Regions from separate parts of the Rattus norvegicus genome. Here region 1 is linked to region 2. A link is a contact called in public Hi-C data. All regions are on one chromosome and are shown on one strand. The core of a region is the stretch at or near the end of the contact, and the rest is flanking DNA. Distances in the headings are between cores, read along the strand shown.

What was found. A called contact is a pair of places that touch in the nucleus more often than the background predicts.
Region 1: a contact with region 2 is called in a Hi-C map of Schwann cells, with 3 times the contacts expected there. The contact joins the enhancer-like site here to the promoter of Sfswap in region 2. A contact is called at or near these places in 2 of 12 Hi-C or Micro-C datasets (Schwann cells and mammary epithelial cells).

The regions. Positions count from the first base shown.
Region 1 is chr12:32,928,869-32,933,437 of GRCr8, reverse strand. No RefSeq gene overlaps it. Among named protein-coding and RNA genes, the nearest start is that of Sfswap, 120 kb to the right of the region's middle. Within about 2 kb of position 2,762, at least 3 of the 93 cell types and tissues checked have an H3K27ac peak or open chromatin away from gene starts, as enhancers often do. A contact at or near this core is called in Schwann cells, where this site is marked.
Region 2 is chr12:32,814,295-32,819,318 of GRCr8, reverse strand. It overlaps Sfswap (splicing factor SWAP), which reads left to right and starts at 3,287. Exons shown (of 19, transcript NM_001400984.1): 1 at 3,287-3,663. The coding sequence starts at 3,446. It overlaps LOC134481178 (a long non-coding RNA gene), which reads right to left and starts at 3,421. Exons shown (of 2, transcript XR_010056506.1): 1 at 3,288-3,421.

The sequences.
Region 1 (4,569 bases), core at 1,513-4,012, 110 kb before region 2:
TAGTGGGATCTGAGTATATTCATTTACATGAAATAAATAAATACATGAAAAAAAGAGCACTCACTGTTCACATTGAAGACCCAGGTTTGAATCCTAGCACCCATGTGACCCTTCACAACAACCTCTAACTCCAGGTGTAGGGGCTCTGACATCTTCTGGTCTCTTCAAGCACAGGAGAGCATCGAGTGCATAGACATACACACAGATGAAACACAATCAATTAATTAGTAATTAAGACATATCACTGATCCCCAGCTCCGAAAAAAAGAAAAAAAAAAGAAAAAAAAAAGACGTATCACCGAACAAAAACACTAGTCCCAGTGAGTGGTCATAGGGATGGCTACTGCCATTTGAAGAGCAGCAAGCACTAGGCACACCCAGAGCTGTCACCTAATGTCCCTGCTCCTAACCATGTTTAGGGGTTCTTGCTGGCTGATGGAAATGTGATTTTTTTCCTCCCTCATGTATTATATAGATTCAGCCTTTCCTTAAAAAAAAAAAAGACTAATTTTTTTCTATAGTAAAGACTAGATTTCTTCTACAGTAAATATACTTTGCAATAAGAAGTTATTTAAAAAAAATACCAACAACAGATACCCTTGAAATGACTGACAGCTGCATACTGGGGAAATATAGACAGATCAGAAAGAAAGAAAAAATCAGAACCAGATATCTAAAGTTAGGCCAGAGTAGAGCCGTGGCTCTTGAATGCTGGAAGCTAATTTAAAGAAACAAACCTTACAGGTTTGTGGCTGCTTGTAAGATTGACTAAGTATCAGCTTTTCTAATAAAAAAAAATTCCAGATATAAGCCAGGCAATGGTGGTGTATGTCTTTCATCCCAGCACCACTCAAGAGGCAGAGGCAGGCAGATCTCTGAGTTCAAGGCCAGCCTGGTCCATAGAGTGAGTTCCAGAACAGCCAGGGCTACACAGAGCAACCCTATTTCAGAACAAACAAACAAACAAACAAACAAACAAAAAATGTGTAACCGAAGGCCACCAGGTCTCTGCAGGGCAACTGATGACTGGGGACTCCACAGAGATCCCTCCCTCCCACAAGTTACCTGCGCTTCCTAGCCACAATGGCAGTGTTGCTTAACTTGGGCTGAGCCAGAAGATGGCCTCCCAGACCGGAGGGATGTGGGATGATGTCATAAGTTAGGCAGGTACAAGACAGAATGAGGCCCGTCATTGGATGAGAAGGAAAGATGGGTAGGAGACAAGCTTGAGGGAGGAGGAGGAGGAGGAGACTGGAATGGAAAGGACGGGAGACTAGGGGAGACTGCAGAGAAGCGGCAGGGAGAACACAGAGGCTGACGTTAAGATTCCACTCTGTGTATTTACAGGTTGTTATGAATGTTCTTAAGGGATGGATGTGTACAGGGCTTTGTATGTTTAGGTGGGCAATTATACCTCATCAATTGGATCAGAGGTTATTGTGTTGCGTGTTCTTTCTTGTGGAGAATTGAATTTGGGAGAGTGTGTGGCGGCAGAGACACTGGGTCGCCACGGAGTTGGGATGTGTGTTTCTGGCAAGATATCTAGCAGATATCTTGGGGGCACTGTACATATCGGACCTAGTGGGGGGGGGGGGTAGAAGACAGCATTTTAATATAATTTTACAACAACACCTACATGCAACCAATTCTCCTGAAGGCTCCAGTTTCCATAGAGTTTAGCTAAGCTTCGGGAGAAATAAATGGCATCACCTCAAGGTCGTTGTCCCCCTCTGCCAGCATCTCCTCCTATCCAGCTGTTTGTCTCATTAGGGTCGATGTCCTGGGAAGACAGCCTCAGGCAGCCACGGGGAGGCAATGGCTCAACTGTCCCTGGAGGTTGAAGAGGGTGCATCAGCACCCAGAACACCCTCTGACAAAGCCCCTGCTTTGTACCATGCTTCCTTCTACGTCAATGGCCTTGATGGTGGGGGCTGGGTGGATGTCCTCTCTAGGAACATCTGGCCGGGCTAGAGGCAAGAGAACTCTGAGCCCTGTTGCCCAAAGCATCCCTCCCCTACATCCTTCAGAACAGCAGAGGTCCAAATCAGTATCTGCCACCAGGCAGAACCACCACCATGAGGACTTTGGGAATGCTCTATGTTTAAGGTTCTAGCAATGGGGGATGCACTCCTAGTTACCTCACAGCTTACAGGGAAACACTTTTCATGTGACCTATGGGTCAGGGTGACTGTGAAGAATCTCAAGTCGCGGGCTCTGAGACAAGATGGAAGCCATCTTTCATTAAATTCAGGGTGGAAAGTAGAGTCCAGAGCTGGCCTTACGATCACCACAGTAGGGGAAGGGCCTTCTCTGCCCTGTTTTAGTGTGCTTTCCTCAGTTTAACTTCCCTCAATGTTCCACCATGCCTGCTGAAGCCCCAGACTTTATATCAACCTTTCACCACTGTGGGATAGAAAAGCCACCATCCCACCTGGCTTGCCCCCAGCCTCCCTCCCAGCTTAGCACCAGCCACAGTAGCCATGCCCCGTACCCTGGAAAAGGCAAAGTCGTTCTCTCAACAAGGGCCAGATGAAAGGAAAGACCCTGTGTGCCCCAGATGCCAGCTCATGAAAAAGGGACCTGGCCAGTGTCTGTCTAAAGTACGCAGGGAGCGAGAAGATAATGGCCGTTCCGTTAGGATTACCATGAGGAAGCGTGGGAGATTCATGAAAGCAGAGCGAGAGATGTGGGCCCTGAGCGTGGCTGAGTGCACAGCCACTAGCTAACGTGGTAGGAGCCCGCCCAGCCAATTACTATAGAGCTGCCGAGCTGCCAGCAGGGGGCGCTGAGAGCCCAACTCCCTGGAGACCCTCTTAGGCCCATTCTTCTCTTCTGATTAAATCTCCTCTAAATGCAGCCTCCCCCGGGGAGGAAAAAGCTCTCATCGCCAGCAGTAGGCTTATGAGGCTTATGAGGGTAGCAGGCACCATCCCCAGGACTCTTGCTGTACTCTGGGGTTTTAAGCTTGGCCAGGGAGGGTGGATGCAATAAGGGTCTTAGTCGGCAGTGTGTAAAGAACACGCACGCACGCACGCACGCACGCACGCGCTCGCACATATGAAACAGCTTTGGAGAACTGATTCCGTTTAATGGGCTGGGGGAGAAAGGAGTATTTATCTCCCTGGGGAGGTGGCCAGGGTCTCTGGAGCAAGGTTTATGTAGTTGTGTACAATTGGCCAGGACAAGGATGTCGGAAGATCCTTCATGTGCATACTCAGGGGTTGGGGGGTTCATGTGGGGAAACCCTACTTAAGATCAAACTCTACGATGACAGGATAACTTCTCTGAGCTTTGGCATACGATGGAAGACTCCCTTCAGCAGGTCTTCCCATTCTCTGACCTTGTCTGGGGAGCCTGAACCCCTATACCCTCACCTGGAGAAGGTCGAGTAGTCTTTGGCAGACCGACAAGTTCAACTTCCTCTTTTCCCAATAAGAACCCACTCAGCAGGTAACTGGGATTCCTTGAATGCTTCTCCATCCAAGAATTATTCCCAGTACTTCAAACTCTAGCTCATGAAACTACCCCTTCCCACGCTCCAAGGTTCACATATACCCCTGGCTCACCCTGAATAAACGGTATGCGTTCAAGCCCACCCCGAGCCAAGTCTGTGTGCAGTGGCATCCGGATACTCTGAGAGGGAGGAAGTGGAGGACACGGAACCATAGCTGCACCCCCCCCCAAAAAAACACATACCACAAGGAGTGAGCCCTGATAACTGCCAGGGGAAGAAATTCTTATTGGGGGTAAGAGGGGGGTGGGGGAAGCTGATCTCCAGGCATCAGGTTGAGGGGGGAAGGGAGCCTGTTGTTCTCATCTGAGGTATTCGTATCCGGGGCTTGAAGCCCTCCTCAATCTTCCTCCATTATTCCTGGGTCAGTGTCCTCCCTGACTGATTCCTCCCCAGGCTCTCCAGAGAACCCTCCATTCTACAGGAGACAAGGCCAATGGCTCTTGGGTCTGTCCCAGACAGCTGAGGCGTCACTGAGAGCGGCAGATTCAAGAGCAAGAAAATCCTCAGGACCGAAGATCAGAGCTGCTTCCTGCCACAGAGCCCGGTACTCCCGGGGACCCATTCCACCTCAAACCAACCTCCATAAGAACGTATGACAGGCGAAGGCAATGTCTCAGCACTTCGACCTCTCTCATCCAGGTGGTCACTTAGCAGACACAAATTATCAGCTCCCAGAATGCAGACATCTGAGGGTGAAGTGCGTGACGCTTCTGGGAGGCACGTGACCTCCATGAAGGGCAGCTAGTCGTGCAGTTCTTATGGGCAGGTGGCTGGGTTAATGCCAGTGGCCCTGCGATATGTCAGTGTCAGGGGAAGGCGTCCTACAGCTCAGTAATCATGATGCAGAGCCCTCTGCCACAGGCAGACCTCAGATTTGCTTTTCGTTCCCTGCCCTCAGTCAGTAAGTGGCTGATGGGGACAAATGCACCCAGAGGCAGTTTGGAGGGCCATGGCCTCTGGCCAAAGACAGAAGCTCTCTGAGTTAGAGGCTGGGGATGGTTTTAGCAGATGGAGCGTGTATCGCAGCCACGGAGAGACACTCATTTTCTTGCACG
Region 2 (5,024 bases), core at 2,038-4,537:
CAGTACTGGTTACTGACCGATGACCCTTTGGTGTCAGAAGGTCACCTATGTATGTATATACCAAACTTCCTTTGAGATAGGTCTCACATTCCTGAGAGTAGCAGCCTCAGAAAGTTCCGTGGGTGTGGTTTGACCCAGGTGCCTCTAAAGTTGGCATTAAACCCAAGTGTAGGGCTAGGGATACAGTTCAGTGTGTAAACTGCTTGCCTAGTATGTATGAGGTTCTGGAATCCATCCCCAGAACCATATAAATCAGGTGCACCCCTGTAATCATCGGCACTCAGAAAGTAGATGCAGAAAGGTCAGAAGCTCAAGTTAATCCTTGGATACACAACAAGTTTGAGGCCAGCCTGGGCTACATGAGATTCTGTCTCAAAAAAAAAAAAAAAAAAAAAGGCAAAGCTGGAGTTTGCCCACTGACCCTGTAGTTCTCATGCACACATCACCTATGAGTACCACTAGACAGAGTTCCACACGGAAACATTCTAACCTCCTTGAATCAAGACCAATCTATAATTCCAGGTCTTCTTGGTAATTTTATATACCAGAGGTCTGATAAACCCAGCCAGGGTCTCATAAGATAAAAACAGTGCAGTTGGGGTTGGGGATTTAGCTCAGCGGTAGAGCGCTTGCCTAGCGAGCGCAAGCCCCTGGGTTTGGTCCCCAGCTCTGAAAAAAAGAAAAAAGAAAAAGAAAGAAAAAAAAAAACAGTGCAGTTGTTAAGATTTCTGTATTAGTTCGTAACTTCCCCCGACCAAAAAAAAAACAAAAAACCAAAAAAACAAAAAACAAAACAAAACAAAAAAACAACAACAACAAAAAACAGTTCAAATAAACTGAGGGAGCACAACATAAACTGAACACCCACGAGGGCTTGCCAGCAGTAGCCTCTGAATACAGCAAGCCACAGAGGTCACATAAGCTCAATGTGAGGTGCATTCAGTACGTGCCTGCTAGTAGTTTGTCTCAACCTGAGGCAAAAAACACTTCTGCAACACGTTACAAGAAAGCCATTTACTTCTCACAAATAAAGCCTACAGGACAACACAAGCCTAGATCTCACTGTGAGCCAGTCAGCCAAGGAAGGCTCGGATAGCAAGCCGCCTGGGGCAAGAAGTGATACTGTATGCACCAGCTACATCACAGATGTATGTGGTCCCAAACGACAGCCTTCAGGAGGTCTTTACCCAGCAGGTCAGGAGTCACTGACTTACAGTGTAAAAGGGCAGTTGGTTCCTAGGGAAGACTTAGATGAAACTCAAATAGCCTGTGTGGGGGCCCTAGAACACTGGATGCCATTTCTCAAGTGCCACCTACTTTTTGTAATATAGGGCCTTTCACTGCCCAGAACTCACCAAGTAAATCAGGTTAGCTGGCCATCAAACCTGACACCTCAACCTGTCTCTGCTTCTAGAGCTCCAGGATTCTAAGCAACCACCATCACACCCAATACTTTTTGCATGGGTTCTGGATATCAAACTCAGGCGCTTCTGTGTGTAAGGCAAACACTTATCAACTTATGCATTTTCCCAGCCCCAACTATTTTCCAAACTGTGGCTCTATATCCCAAATGAGGTCATGTATTTGAATGTCGGTGTCAGAGACCATAGTAAACGTTTCTGAGTACAAACGATTTTATTTTGAAATTCCAAACCAAGTGTATAATGGGCCCAGGTGTTTCTGGCAGTGCTCAGCTGTGTTATTGTGTGACTTTGGTGCGGCCTTGGTGGCTTCTGAGCACACCGTGCAAACTGCACTTGGGATAATGCCCTACAGTCTAAAATGTCACAGCTCACAGCTGAGACTACTATATGGTAAGAACTGCAGTGTTTTTTATACTACATAGAAAGTTTCCTGCTCTTATAGAAACATAGTAGTTATGGCAAACAAGTATTTTCTTATCATTCCTCAGTATGTATCATATTAATGTCTAGATTTTTTATGTTAGATTAACTTTAAAAATTGCTGATGGAGTCGGGGTGATGGTCAAGCAATGCCTTTAATCCTAGCAGTTGTGAGGGAGAGGCAGGATGATCTCTGAGTTGGAGGCCAGCTTGGTCTACAGAGCAAATTTTAGAACAGTCAAGGCTACAAAGAGACACTGTCTGCTGGTGTGTGTGTGTGTGTGTGTGTGTGTGTGTGTGTGTGTGTGTGTGTGTGAGTGTGAGTGTGCATGCGTGTGCGCCCTGAGTTACTTTACTTAAAAATCATTAAATGAGTTTTGGCTTTAGGTTTAAGACGTCTCTGCAAAGTAACCTTCTCCACATCATAACTGTTTTACTTAGTATACCTTCTAGTCCGTGTACATGTTCATATGCATGTGCGCAGTGTGTACACAAATGCACATGGAGGCCAGAGGTCAATTGTTTCCCTAAATCGCCATCCACTTTTTAAAAACATAGTTATTTATTGGGGGGAGGGGCTACGTGCTCGAAGTCCTTCTCTCCTTCCATCATGTCGAATTCGATCTAACTCGAGTCGCCTACACACATACACACAAAATAAATAAGTTAAACTAAAACGAAAAGGGCTGCAGATATAAACCAGTGATAGTGAGGCCCTGGGTCTATGTTCAGAGCTGAAAGAAATACAGAGTTTTTTTCTTAAGGACCATTGGTGTTCTCTCCGGTCCGACTCTGAACCAATCATCTGGGTCAGACACCAGAAAAACTGCAGCCCAGCAGAGTTCATGTCGATAATACTAGCATCTTAACTGAGCTAGGACTGCCAGAGTTCCAGGCCAATTTGGGTCACAATTGACATCCTGTATTTTAAAATAGAAAAAAAGGATCTGCTTCCCAGAAGGAAACATCCCGTCTCGCTGTTTCCTAGCTGGAGTTTTCCTCCGCCACTGAAGCTCCTAGCCATTGAAAGCCCGCCACCTCGAATATTTAGGGCTCACAAGTCTTGGAAGCTTCCTCAGTCAGATGACTAGGGCTAGGCTTCCTAGTGATCTAAAAAACGGGATGTCAGAAATGAGCAAAAGCCCGTTGGTCTCACTAAGAAAGCTGAGACGCGCTCTCAACGAGATCCCACTTTGCCTACACACCTCGCAGCCGCCTTCCAGCTACAGCGGAAGTTGGCGCGCGGCCACAAACCGCGCTTTCGCCACATCGTAGGAGGTCTCCAAAAAAAGCATAAGTAAAATTTTCTCATAAACACAAATTACTATCTCAAGATAAAATTGTACAACGAAAACTAAGGTCTACGTATTTTTTAGCTATTCAAACGGCTTGTGATCGTGGCGAATCTACCACTACTACTTCCGGAAAGTGCGGGCTTCCTACCGGAAGTTGCGTTTCCTCCATTTTGTGGCTCGCTATGGCGGCTGTGTTGAAGTTACGAAGAGGATGCGGCGCCTTTGACTGAGAGGGTAGGCCAGGCGAGGCATCAGGGACGTTGTTCGGCACAGCAGCAGACCGGCCCGGACGTCGTGGACGCTGTCATGTACGGTGCCGGCGGGGGCCGCGCCAAGGCGGAGAGGAAAGGCGGAGTGAAGGAGGAGGCCGGGCCCGGTGGCACCGGCACTGGGGGCAACCGGGTGGAGCTTCTGGTTTTCGGCTATGCCTGCAAGTTGTTCCGCGACGACGAGCGGGCTTTGGCCCAAGAACAGGGACAGCACCTCATCCCCTGGATGGGGGACCACAAGATCCTCATCGACAGGTCGGTTCCTCCCCCCACCCGTCGACCCTCCCCTCCCTCGCCCGCTTGATTTCGCCTGATGTTGACTTGATGGCCAGGACCGAAAAGGGGGTTTTGCGGAGCCCGGGGACTCGGGGGCCTCCCTGCCCCCACGTTCCCCGGCGTCCGGGGGGAGGGGACGGTGAAACCGGCCCTAAGGCTCCGGCCAGAGCTGGCGCCGCGCCGTCGCCGGAGGGATCGACTCTGCTCCCGCAACCCCTCGAGCCCGGGCTGCTGCTGGCGACTCAGCGCGGTGGAAGCTGCCCGGGCCTCCCGCCCGCGCCGTGGGGCGGGTGCCGCTGTCCCTCCGCTGGCTGTGCGGGAGGGAGCCCGGGAGTGCGCTTTTGTTCCTCCGAAACGCCGCACGCCGAGGCCGTGGGTAGAAGCTTCTTTTGGACCCCGTGAGTTAGCCTGAACTGTCTCTGGCCGGCTTGACTTTTGGCGTCCGGCGAGCCCTTCCCCGCGGTTATGCGACCATTTGACCAACCGCGGTAGTGGGTGAAGTTGCTGTCTGTTGGAAGCCGGTCGACCCCGTGCGGACCTTGCTCTTAGGGGTAGCGTGCTTAGAGCTGGTTTCACTGTTTTCTAAAACTGAAGGGTGGAGCTGGGTTTACCTTTGTGTTGTTTCTTTTCAAATCACATCCACTGAAGGGCACCCTGAGTTGAGGGTAAAGGGGTGGGAATGTGGATTTCTGAAGGTGTTTGATTTGAAAAGAATGGCATTACATGATTGGGTGGTTTGCTCCCCACCTACCTCTCTTCTCATTTTTTCAGTCCCTCTTTCCTCCTCCACCATCCCGGGTTTGGGTATTTGTCCTTCCGTTGGGCAATAGTGCTTCTGGGGCCAGGACTGAAAGGTTCACTTGAGCAACTATTAAGCTGTGGAGTGGTTTTCTCCAAGTGAAGGAAATCCATCGTTTGAGACAAGTAAAACTGGATTCTGCAAAGACTTGGAACTTGCATGACTGTAGGGATTACCTCTGAGCTGGCCAGAACGGACAAGTTAATGACCAGTAGGCCTTTATGATCCCTGACATCTCCATTTGGGGAGAGATCTAGGAAGAAAGGACTTGTGAAGGGAGTGTTGCAGATCAGATCGGCTCTAGGTCTGATGGTCCTCTCTGCTGGAATATGCTATGCCTTTGAACCTCGGTTGATAGCAAGTGATGATCCTTGCCAGGCTCTGGTGGTGACGTGTACTGTTAAAAGTTGGGCAAATGCTGAAACCTCTACTCCGTATGCAGTTCCCGTATCATTCTGTGCATGATTTGAGTTAGATCTCCCAAAACCGGTGGGGAGCAAACACCACACATGTATATGTGTAATATTTGAAAATAATACAT